Regions from separate parts of the Mus musculus genome. Here region 2 is linked to region 1. Evidence: chromatin contacts called from public HiChIP or PLAC-seq data. All regions are on one chromosome and are shown on one strand. Each heading gives the region's core, a stretch centred on a gene start, on an enhancer-like site or on the middle of the called end of the contact. The rest is flanking DNA. Distances are from core to core; before and after follow the strand shown. Region 1 overlaps Mapt (microtubule-associated protein tau). Region 2 has its middle 25 kb from the start of Mettl2.

What was found. HiChIP or PLAC-seq counts read pairs in DNA pulled down with a chosen protein or histone mark.
Region 2: an H3K27ac HiChIP or PLAC-seq map of embryonic stem cells shows a contact between it and region 1, with 6 times the contacts expected there. The contact joins two enhancer-like sites. A contact is called at or near these places in 1 of 39 promoter capture datasets (cranial neural crest), 2 of 484 Hi-C or Micro-C datasets (the G1E-ER4 cell line and embryonic stem cells), 6 of 115 datasets of contacts at active chromatin or transcription factors (embryonic stem cells and extraembryonic endoderm stem cells) and 1 of 9 other capture datasets (embryonic stem cells).

What each region holds. Positions count from the first base shown.
Region 1 is chr11:104,287,029-104,292,524 of GRCm38.p6, forward strand. Mapt (microtubule-associated protein tau) reads left to right here. Exons shown (of 12, transcript NM_001038609.2): 3 at 95-181; 4 at 2,880-2,966. Among named protein-coding and RNA genes, the nearest start is that of Mapt, 58 kb to the left of the region's middle. Within about 2 kb of position 2,608, at least 247 of the 459 cell types and tissues checked have an H3K27ac peak or open chromatin away from gene starts, as enhancers often do. A contact at or near this core is called in the G1E-ER4 cell line and embryonic stem cells, where this site is marked.
Region 2 is chr11:105,148,709-105,154,204 of GRCm38.p6, forward strand. No RefSeq gene overlaps it. Among named protein-coding and RNA genes, the nearest start is that of Mettl2, 25 kb to the left of the region's middle. Within about 2 kb of position 2,678, at least 60 of the 459 cell types and tissues checked have an H3K27ac peak or open chromatin away from gene starts, as enhancers often do. A contact at or near this core is called in the G1E-ER4 cell line and embryonic stem cells, where this site is marked.

The sequences.
Region 1 (5,496 bases), core at 1,358-3,857:
GGGCTACAGTGTCCACACTAAAGAGATTACAGCTCAATAGGACACAGTTCTCAGGTTCCTCTTGAGGTCTGAGGGCTCACTGTATATGTTCCAGAGTCTCCCCCACAGCCCCCCGCCGATGATGGAGCGGAGGAACCAGGGTCGGAGACCTCCGATGCTAAGAGCACTCCAACTGCTGAAGGTGGGGCCTCCCTACTCCCACCACTCCATTCATTCAGCTTACCTTGCTTTGAGCTTCCCCTCCCAACTCCACGCTACGCACTAGGGTTGCGGCTGCGCACTGTGTGCCACCCTCCCGGCTGCACTCGCTGCTTCCTATCCTGATGGCTGAGATGCGCTAGCCCGGTGCTTTGCAGGGTAGTGGGAGCGGGGACCTGCTTCTATGCCTGGCTCAACAGTGTGCGCCTTGAGCATCATTATCGTGCGTGTTGCCCTGAATGTTCCATGCTTGAAGAAGCTGGTCTGTGTAGCACAGCGAGGCTCACACACAGCTCAACAGGGTTCCCATCCTGAATCTGCTACCTTCCATGACCCCCTCAGAAGCCTCCACCTTACTTTTCTTTCAGGGATTCAAAGACCAGAATGCTCATTTGGCTGAGGAGGGGGCAGGTCAGAAGTCTCCCGCTCATCTGTTAGGAGCGGGTTTTGGTGTGGCATCTTCGTTTCTTGGGCTCTGGATTTTGGGCATGGAGTACGTTTCATCTCCTGTAATCTGTTCACTCCAGATATGTGGTGTCTAGGTTGTCGCAAAGCTCATTGTCTTTTTTCCTGAAATGCTCCCTGGTCGGCTGTCTTGCTTCCCAAGTGGGTTAGTTATAGTGCCACTGTTGGCTGCTGGAACCCAAAAGCTCTACCAACTGAAGAGGCTTTTTGCCTTGCAATCATAAGATACCCGGACATGGGCATAGCTCCCTAACGCCATGTATGCGCTTCTGTCTTTGTCTTCTGCCATCCTACGTGGTTGGACTGTTGCTTCATTGTTGAAGAATAGCTGCTGCGCTCCCAAACACTGTCATCTGCCTTGGAACAAGAACCATGGCTGGTGAGACAGCTCAGAGGATGAAGGCGTTTACCATGCAAGCCTGGGGACCCGAGTTCAATTCCCCAGAACCTTTGTAAAGGAGGAAGGACAGAACCGACTCTACAAAGTTGTCCTTTAAGTTCCCACACACTGTGATGGCATGTGCCCACAGAGATGTATTACACACGTGTTCCATAATAATGAATGAAAGACAGGCAGAGGTGGTGCACGCCTTTAATCCCAGCACTTGGGAGGCAGAGGCAGGCAGATTTCTGAGTTTGAGGCCAGCCTGGTCCACAGAGAGGGCTCCAGGACAGCCAGTGCTACACAGAGAAACCTGTCTCAAAAAAAAAAAAAAAAAAAGCAAATAATAAAAATAAGAATGAATGAAATTGAAATTAAAAACAAAAACAAAACAAACAAAAACAGTCACCAAAAGGACCCCGAAGAAGCCAATGTGTTGCCAAAACTAAATCAAGAGTTTTCTATTATAAGCTCCTCCTGGATGTTTTCATTTTCATTCACTGGCCAGAACTGGCTCTCTGGCCACCGTGGGCTGCATGGCTGTCCCCACCTTGCTTTTGGATCCATTGAGTAGAAGAAATCAAGGAAAAGGGACATGGAGAATGGCTTTTAACTAATCGTCCATAGCTCCTCCAGCCTTCCAAGGAGGTTGGAGCTTCCACTCTGAGCCCTTTCTGCATCCCTGAACATGGCTTGGGCGTTCTGTTACAGAAAGAGAATTTGGCCAGGCCCTCTCCCGCAGCATCTGCCTTTGGATAAATCCAGAACATAGCTGTCAAGCTCCTGCCAATTGTTCGGCATGCTGGCCCATCCCCGGAGGATGCAGGTGGCATGGCCCTTAGCCTGGTGACAACCTCCTGGCTAGATTTCCTTTGCCCTTCTGAAAACCAGCGATGCAAGACACTTCCTGCTCATCCTGTTAGAACAGGTCTGCAAGCTGTCTGCCACCCTGAGAAAGCCTTGGAGCCAAAGCTGGGGCAGGCTTCCCAAACGTGGCTTTCACTGCTCTGTCACCATTGTCCAGGAAGAAACAACCCACTCATGCAGTCTGGACCTGTACATGCGTGGGCCCCCACATGCCTCACTCACCCTCAGGGAGGGAGGCAGCTGGGGCTGAGCTCAGCGAGCTGTTTTATCTGCACCAGACAGGATCATAAGGAAAATAGCCTTTGTGGACTAGCTGTGTGGAATTCTGGGAATCCCTTGAAACCGGCCACTCCTTGGGTGTGCCTCGCATACCTAGTAGAGAGGCTGGGGGTTCGGGAGGAGCTAAAGTGCTTGCTTTGAAAAGATGCCCCCAGGTCCTGGTCTGGGATCTCTTATCTCTTGCATCATCGAGGAAACTGGATCTGGCCTGGTTATTGCCACATAAGGAACTCTGGTGCCTTTTAATGAGATGTGAGGAGGTTGGGGGCAGGGAATTAGAAGTGGTAGAAGTTTTAAAGGTCACCTACAGATGGCACTCTTGTTCTACACTTGTGGAAACAAAGGCTAGGGTGACAAAAGGCTTACTCAAAGCCCCACAGGAAAGCGGCTCAGTCTATTTCTCAGCTTCCTCATATTGCCTGATGAGTCCCAGCTGCGGGGCCCCTGCATTGCAGTGAGGATCACACAGCTGACCCCCAGGAGTCAGGCTGTGTCCCTCGTCATCCTTACATGACCCCTGTAGGCTTTCCAGGCAGGGGGTCCTCCTGTTAGTGTGCTTCCTGGGGAGATGGGCAGGAAGGAGGACTGTGGCCCTGCTTTGAGCTGGCTTTTCTTGCATGTGGCTGGCAGGCCCCACTCCTTGCACTGCCCCTGCATAAGCAGAGGGGTGACTGTTGGTGGTTTCCAGACGTGACTGCGCCCCTAGTGGATGAGAGAGCTCCCGACAAGCAGGCCGCTGCCCAGCCCCACACGGAGATCCCAGAAGGAATTACAGGTGAGGGTGAGCCCCGGAGCTGCCTTGGACAGGTCACCCTCATAGTCGGGTGCAGCAGATGAGTAAGCCGCTCTGGCTTCTGGGGCTCCTGGCTATTTAGCAGTGGCGGCCTTGGAGTCTGACTGCCTCCCACAAGGCTACAGAGTCCTCTGATTCCTGCTGGCCCCCACCTCAGTCAGTGTGCCTATTAGAAAGGTTCTCAACAGAGTTCTCTGGGGAAGGTTTCCTGCCTTCTTCACATTTTCTCCAGGCCCAGCAATAGTAAGTAGCAGGTCACCTTTAGGGGACAGTTTACTCCCAGGAGCACCAAGCAGGCTACATCGACTACATAACTGAATCCTTCTGATGGTCTAATGGGATGGTGCTGTTGTTCGGAAATGTGACCTCACGTCCATCTTTCGGGTTCGGTCTATGTAGTCTGCTCTACCAATGTGGGTGACAAGGAATTAGGCAGCGAAGCAGCAAAAAGAATCCTGGGCTCGGACGCTCAGTCCTTCGTAAGTCATCCTGCAGGGACGGAGGGCTAGGCAAGAAATCATCATAGCCCAGAGCCTGGTACCTTCCCTTTGTGCTGTCCTCCATGGCCTCAGGGAGAACTCCAGCAGTTAGCAGGATGAACCCAAGTTGCCCAGTTAGCTACCGAGACATGCCTGATCTCACCGTGGCAGAGATGGGAAGACCCCTTGCTGAGGAGTGCCTCTCTGCAACTATGCCAGTCACTCCTCCTCCTTACAGTGATCCAATGTCTGACTAAGGCAACTCTAGGGTCTGTTAGGGCTCGTCGTGGTTTTAGGGGATAGACTCCATGTGACAGGTGGCGGCACGGTGGCGGTCACACTGCATCTGCAGTTAGGAAGCAGACAGCAGCGAATGCTGGTGCTTAGCTGGCTTTCTCCTTTTTCCCCAGGACCCCAGCCCATGGGATGGTGACACCCATATTCAGGGTAGGTTTTCCCTGCTCAGTTAAACCTTTCTGTGAATACCCCCGGAAGATGCGCCCAGGGGTGTGTCTCCTAGGTGGTTCCAAGTCTAGCAAGTTGACAATGAAGAGTGAGCACCCTAGGAGCCTATAGCCAGCCTTCTCTCGCACACCCATGGAGAATGCCCACTACAGAGCCACCCCGGCTTTCAAAATGTGTTTCTGCTTTGCAAAGTGATTGACTGGCAGTAGTGGCTTCTGAGACAGAAGGGGTTAGATGTTCTTAAATCCTGGCCAGGCCTCAGCCTTGCTCATGAAGGATGCTTGAAGGTCACAGACACCTTACGGGGGTGAAGTCATGGGTCATATGATACTTTTTGTCTCTGGCTATTCTTTCAAAGGTTTTTTGTTTTTGTTTTTTTTTTTAGATTCATTTATTTTATGTATGTGAGTACACTGTCACCGACTTCAGACACACCAGAAAAGAGAATCAGATCCCATTACAGATGGTCATGAGCCACCATGTGGGGGCTGGGAATTGAACTCAGGACCTCTGCATGAGCAGTCTGTGCTCTTAGCCACTAAGCCATATCTCTACATCAAAGTTTTGTCATTGAAGAAGTTTGTCCTCCGTTTAGGATGAAAGCTGTAGACTTTCCCACCACTCCTGGGTAATCAGAAATGCTTTATAGTCTTTCTGGTCTCAAAACAGGCCACAAAGGCCAGGACACAGCTCACTTAGTTGGTGGACTGCCTGGTTTAGCATACGTGATTCCCAGGGCATCCCCCACCATGCTATAGATTGAGTGTGATGATGGAGAAGGAAGCCTCACAGCTTATAAACACTCATCTGAATGGCCAGTCAGATGTGACAGTCAGGCCCACAGCCTTGTTCTAAACCAGCCGCTGCTCTGAGCTAGTGCGGGGCAGGTGGGTAGGAGGGGACAGTGGCATCTCTGCAGGAGCTTAGAGGCCACCTTTTCCCATGGAACATCTCCTGAGTGCCCAGACACCTGACAGAGATGACTCAGTGAGGAAAGCTTTGTTTTGGCTCATGGGCTCCTGTGTCCTCCTTGGACAGAGCATTGCCTGTGGTGGAGGAAGCTCTTCTTGGTAGATAGAGAGCCCAAAGGAGTGTAGCTTTGGGTGTGATTTCTCCTTCCTTCCTCTGCGTTCCGTACTGCCTTAACCCCCAGCCCATGGGATGGTACCACCCACATTCAAGGCAGGTCTTCCCTTCAGCTAATCCTATCTGTATGTATCTTCAAACACAGCCACAAATGGACCACAACAGCCCCTGGGTGGTTCTAGATCTAGGCAAGTTGACCATGAAGATTAGCTACCACAGAGACCATTCTTGAATCCTTCCATGCTCTCCCCACTTCAGCTCCTAGCTCCTACTTCCGTAAAGATGGATTCCTCTGTGTCAGATTCTGGCGGATGCGTCCTCCTTCTTCTCAGGGACCCAGCTACTGCATCACCTCTGTGAAAGACAACTCGTTCTCACTAGTGGCCCGTTAAGCAGGATCTAAGATGCTCAGTGCCCACAATTCCGTGGTGAAGATGTCAGCATCCTTGGCTGCACAGCCTGCTGGCAGACTTACAATGCAC
Region 2 (5,496 bases), core at 1,428-3,927, 860 kb after region 1:
ACAACCATCTGTAAGGAGATCTGATGCCCTCTTCTGGTATATTTGAAGACAGCTAAAACATACTCATGTACATATTAAAAAAAAAAAAAAAGCAATTAAAAAAGAAAAAGAAAGAAAAGTTCTCCATAACCCAGACTGAAAGTCACTATGTAGCCCAGGCTGCCCTCAAACTTGGTCAGCCCTCCTGCTTCAGTCTCCAAAGTGCTGGCATTAGAAATGTGAACTAGGGGCTGGTGAGATGGATCAGTGGGTAAGAGCACCCGACTGCTCTTCCGAAGGTCCGAAGTTCAAATCCCAGCAACCACATGGTGGCTCACAACCACTCGTAATGAGATCTGGTGAGTCTCTTCTGGTGCGTCTGAAGACAGCTACAGTGTACTTACATATAATAAATAAATAAATAAATAAATAAATAAATAAATAAATAAATAAATAAATCTTAAAAAAAAAAAAAAGAAATGTGAACTAGACTTCTCAGTATTATAAACTGCATCTTCCATCCTTCTTCCTGGAGCTCTAGGAGAGTGACTTAGGATGCTGCCACCAGCAGGCTATCCTCAAGCAGACTCACAGAGGATGGAGACTTTTCCTGTGTGGCAGGAAGAGAAATGGCAGGACCTGGCCAAAGAAATATAGTTTTGCAAAGATCCATTTGCAAGGCACATGTGTGCCTTAGAACAGTAAAGTACCTTTTATTCTCCTGTAGAAATTATCTCCTAAGCGTACTGCCTCTGTCTGCTAACCTAGGCCTAGTTCGGGAAGCTTCTAGCCTCCAGACAATCTTATCTAAGCCTAGAATGTTTTCAGCCTCTGAAACTTCCTGCTGAATAGGCTTAACCTTTCTAGTTATTTCTAAACTCTGACTGACTGATTCAACTCAGCTGTTCTGGCTCAATCTCCTCTCCAAGCTGACTGATTCAATCTGGCTTCTCTCTTGGCTTCTGACTTAAGCTCTGCTTGACCCCAAACTAATTCTGGTAATATGTTCTAATCTTCTGGCTCCTTTTCATTCTCTGGCTTGTTCTGTCTTTGCCCGTGTCTAGCTTGTTCTCTCTTCAACCTGCCTCTGTAACCTCCTGGTACAACTGCCTCCCCTCTCCCCCTCCCCCCCACCCCCTCCCCCTCCCCCCTCCCCCCTCCCTCCTCCCTCCTCCCTCCTCCCTCTCCTCCTTCTTGCTCCCCCTCCCCCAAGTAGCCTCTTTTTCCTTGCCTAGTGAGAGATGGGCATAATCTATTCTGTCAAACCTTTCTCTGATTCGTCACTTTATCTGCCACTCAATATGACATCACTTTCAAACATGTATGCATTCTTCTACAAACTTTACCTTCATTGTCTGGAATTAAAGGTCTGTACTAAGGGCATGTCTATGTTCCAGCCAGAGGGATTAAAGGTGTGTGCCAAGGGCCAAGCCACACCACAACTAGACAAGGGTTTTGTTGTTGTTTTGTTTTGTTTTTTAGTAAATAACACAATCTCAGAGTATGATCACAGGGGTTCCCAGTGTAATCAAATATTCTACAGCACAGAACAGTACACAAGGCACTTAGGGTGATACTGAGAAATGCATTCCAAGGGTTGAGGAGAGCTCTTGCCTAGCTTTGACCTCCAGCAAAGGGTGGCTGGCATTTGCACATCTCCCTCCAAGCCTTTATAAACCTGGCATGGCGTGATGGGATGACTAATCCCAGCACTTGAGAGGTAGACGTGGAAGAGTCATCATTGACAGCATAGTGAGTTTGAGGGCAGCCTGGACTACTTGAGAGAGACCTCCTTGTCTCAAGAAGAAACGAGAGAGAGAGAGAGAGAGAGAGAGAGAGAGAGAGAGAGAGAGAGAGAGAGAGAACAGAGAAAATGACAAATAAAACCTCTCCCTGGAAAGAGAGTGGATGAAGGGAGAACAGAGAATAAAGAAAAGTGGATGAGGGCAGGGGGTGGGGGGTGGGGTGGGCCAGCAGGACAGGAAAGATTGAGGATGGGAAAGACAGACAGAATGGAACACAGGTAACCAGTACACAGGTAGGATTGGTGCTGCTCATGCAGGAGGCAGAGTGTGAGAAACCATCAGGGAAACTAACCCCCAATGATGGCTTCACCCAGAGGGTCAGGAGACCTGAAGGCTTAGAGGGAGCTGTGCAGATGCCAGCCACCCGTAGGCATCACGTGGCGATCTCTGAGGCCTGAGACACAGCCTGAAACTAAGAGGCAGACAAAGGGGAGGAGTCACCAAGATGGCAGTCTGTACCATGGATTGAGCAGCAGGAAGAGCTAAGGCTGGAGGCTGTGCGGAGAGGACACTAAAACAGGATTAACTAGTTAGAGTCAGGTAGTAGAAATGAGGGGAAGAAATCTGTCTTCTTTTCTCAGCCCTCCCCCTCCTCCTCTTTCTCCTAGGAAATCTATGTTGAAAAAAATAAAATAGTTCCCAATAAAAAGCCAAGCACACTGCAGACTGCGGTCCACAGCCTGCGCACGTTCCTCTTCCCAGGTTCCAGCCCCTAAAGGAACAAGGGATTTTCTGGTGCTCTTGTTTCTGCCTGTAACCTGCTTTCTGGCGGATCAAGTCCTTCCCTAGGATGCTTAAAAATGGGAGGAAGCCATTTCTAGGTATCAGGCTCCACACAGGGTGAGCCAGGGAGCTTTGGCGGTCAGGAGACTGAGAAGAGGACAGCAGGGTGCACAACTGCAGGTTGAGGTTGAAGCACGTGCTCCAACAGCCCCTGGGTGGGAAGCCTCCACTCAAAGCTAACAGCGGGCCGGAAGTGCTGAGCAAGCTGAAAAGAAAGGGCAAGGCTGGACCGCCAGGTACCCCCCCCCCCCCCCCCCAGAGCCGGGACACTCATTACTATGAGAAGCTGCCTGAGAGGAGCGGCCTGATCATGCTTGACGATTAGCTGTGCTGCTGGGAGAAGAGGTGTGGGGATTACGGAATACCCACGCTCTAGAGGTGGACAGTGATGGGGGGGTGGGAGGATCAGGGCAAGCAGCAGGTGCTGCTGCTGCTGCGTTCTTGGGATGGGGGAGAAAAGCATTGAGGTTTCTGTTCTGACCCACTGTAGGGCAGGTGCACTTCCAACTGGAAATACCTTAAAGCCTGGGGGGGGGGGGGGCGGTAATGAAGGCTCCTGCTGCTAGAAGCTGGCTGCAGTGGCACTGTGTTTAAAGCCGCAGGCTCAGCTTTCTGCACCTGGAGGAAGTGACTGTGCTTCCACGAGGCCCGGGGGATACTGCCCTTGTTAACACCTTCCAGCTCACCCCCACAGCCTATTCCCGCCCCACCAGCGATTGGCCCTCGGACCAGTCAGTCCTTGGGGAAGAACAATCTGAAGGTGGGTAGGTCTGGAAGTCCAGCAGGGATGAGTGAAGGATAGTCAGCTTGTCAAGGGAGCCTAGAACTTGGCTGAAATATAAAGTAAAAAAAAAAAAAAAAAAAAAAAATAGCCACAAGGCTGTGGGGGTGGGGAGGGTGGCGCACACCTTTACTCCCAGCATTCCAGAGGCAGAGGTGGATCTCTGAGTTCGAGGCCAACCTGGCCTCCAGAGCAAGTTTCAGGATAGCAAGGGCTACACAGAGAAACGGGGCGGGGGTGGGGGTGGGGGGTGGGGGGGAGGGGGGGTGGCGGGGGGGGGGCAGGGGAGATGGGATACCCATAAAGCTAGAGTCGTGGCTCAGTGAAGATATGCCTCCTTTGCATGTATGAGGCCTTAGGTTCATGTTAGATAATTTTGTGGTTTAATTTCTTGTGTGCGATAATGTGCTGTGATCAGATTAGAGAATTCTGGTCCTTAGGAGACACACTTTTCTGCACCACAGACACTAACAGGAAAGCAGGAGGAACACTCTGGCTTTGTCACTTGCTTTTGTCACTGACTTTAAAGGTTACCCTCACTAGTTCTGCGGGAGACACCATCTCTGACCGGTCAGTCGCAATGGTCATGGAACACAGAGATAGCTCAAATTACTACAACACCACCCAAGCGGGCCAGAGTTACGTGTCAGATGGGTGTGCCCCTTTCACCAGAGGCCCACACGGCCCCCCAGGGCACAGTGACACCACCCTTCCTGAATGCCTATTCTACAACCATAAGGTTTCTAAATGTACGGCATGGAGCACTGGCAGCTGGGCGGGTAGGTTCTAGATGGCCTGGCTTTAGAATGAACCACGCCTGTTCCCCAAAACAAACTAAACAACTGCAGGTTGCCTGTGTTAATATATACCCGGTAGTCCTAGCAGTCAGGGGCAGAGGCAGGCGGATCTCTGGGTCTTGGAAGCACATTCAGGGATTTCAAAACATCACACACACACACACACACATACACACACACACACATACACACACACACCACACACTTTTGCTGTTTTTGTGGGGTCCTGGGGACAAAACAAAACGCATCACCCAGGAGGTTGCCTGGGAAGCTGAGGCAAGAGAATCAAAATTAGTTAGGGCTACATAGCAAGCAAGAGGCCAAATTGGGCCACATGAAAAAGACAGCAGCCCCCGGGGCAGCCGTGACAGCTGACGAGAAGCCCAAGGCAGGCACACTCTGCTAAGTCCCCGCTGATGAGAAGCCCAAGGCAGGCACACTCTGCTAAGTCCCCATGGTCTTTTTCTCAGGGAGCGCCTGAGAAAAGTCACTGCTTTTCACTACTGATGGCTCTCTCTAGAGCCATGACTCCCCATCTTATAGATGGAGAAACCGCTCTGTCAGTGACAGGTCTCATCAGTCCTGAGGGCAGGGAGTGTGTGAGTTACCCTGTGGCTCCCCATGACTGGCAAAATGCCAGTGGAAGGGGGCAGGGAGGGAGAGTGCGCTGGGCTCGCCCTGTAGTGGCTGAGTGCTGAGTCGCTGGCCACTGTACACAGATGGTCCCACTTAAGCTTGATGAAGCCTCTGGAGGGTGGGATTATTAACCCCTAGAGGAAACCCTGGGCCAGGAGGTTAAATAGTGTGCCAAAGGTCACCCAGCAGAAATGAGCTGAAAGTCTTTGAACAAAAAACGTGTGCCCTTGACTGCCTGCCAGTGTACTGTTTTCTGACAGAGCAGGAGTGGACTTCAGGAATTCCTGAAGCCACTTTCCTTGAAAGGGGTTAGCACCGTGCTGAACTCAGATAATTGTGTGTGGGTGGCTGTCAATGCTAGTGAGTGAGTGAATGAATGAATTGAAAACCAAACTTCCTGGCTTTCCTCAAATGGAAGAATTTCTCCAAGAGCCTTTTTAATGCTCAGTCTAATTACAATTACAGCAAAAGGGCGCTGGAGAATTGCTGGGTCAGTCCTTTATAATCTGTCAAGTCCAATCTGCAGGCTGTTTATGTGTCGAGGTCAGAGCAGTCGTTGGCCACTCTCCTCTCAGTGTGGCAAAGAGAAGAACATGAAATCTGTGGATGTAAAACAGATTGACAGACAAGGCAATGCTGAGGTGGGGCCAGGGAGTACCAGAGTTCTAAGTTACTGTCATCCAGGCTGCTCCTCGCTGATCAGGCTTCTCTCTCC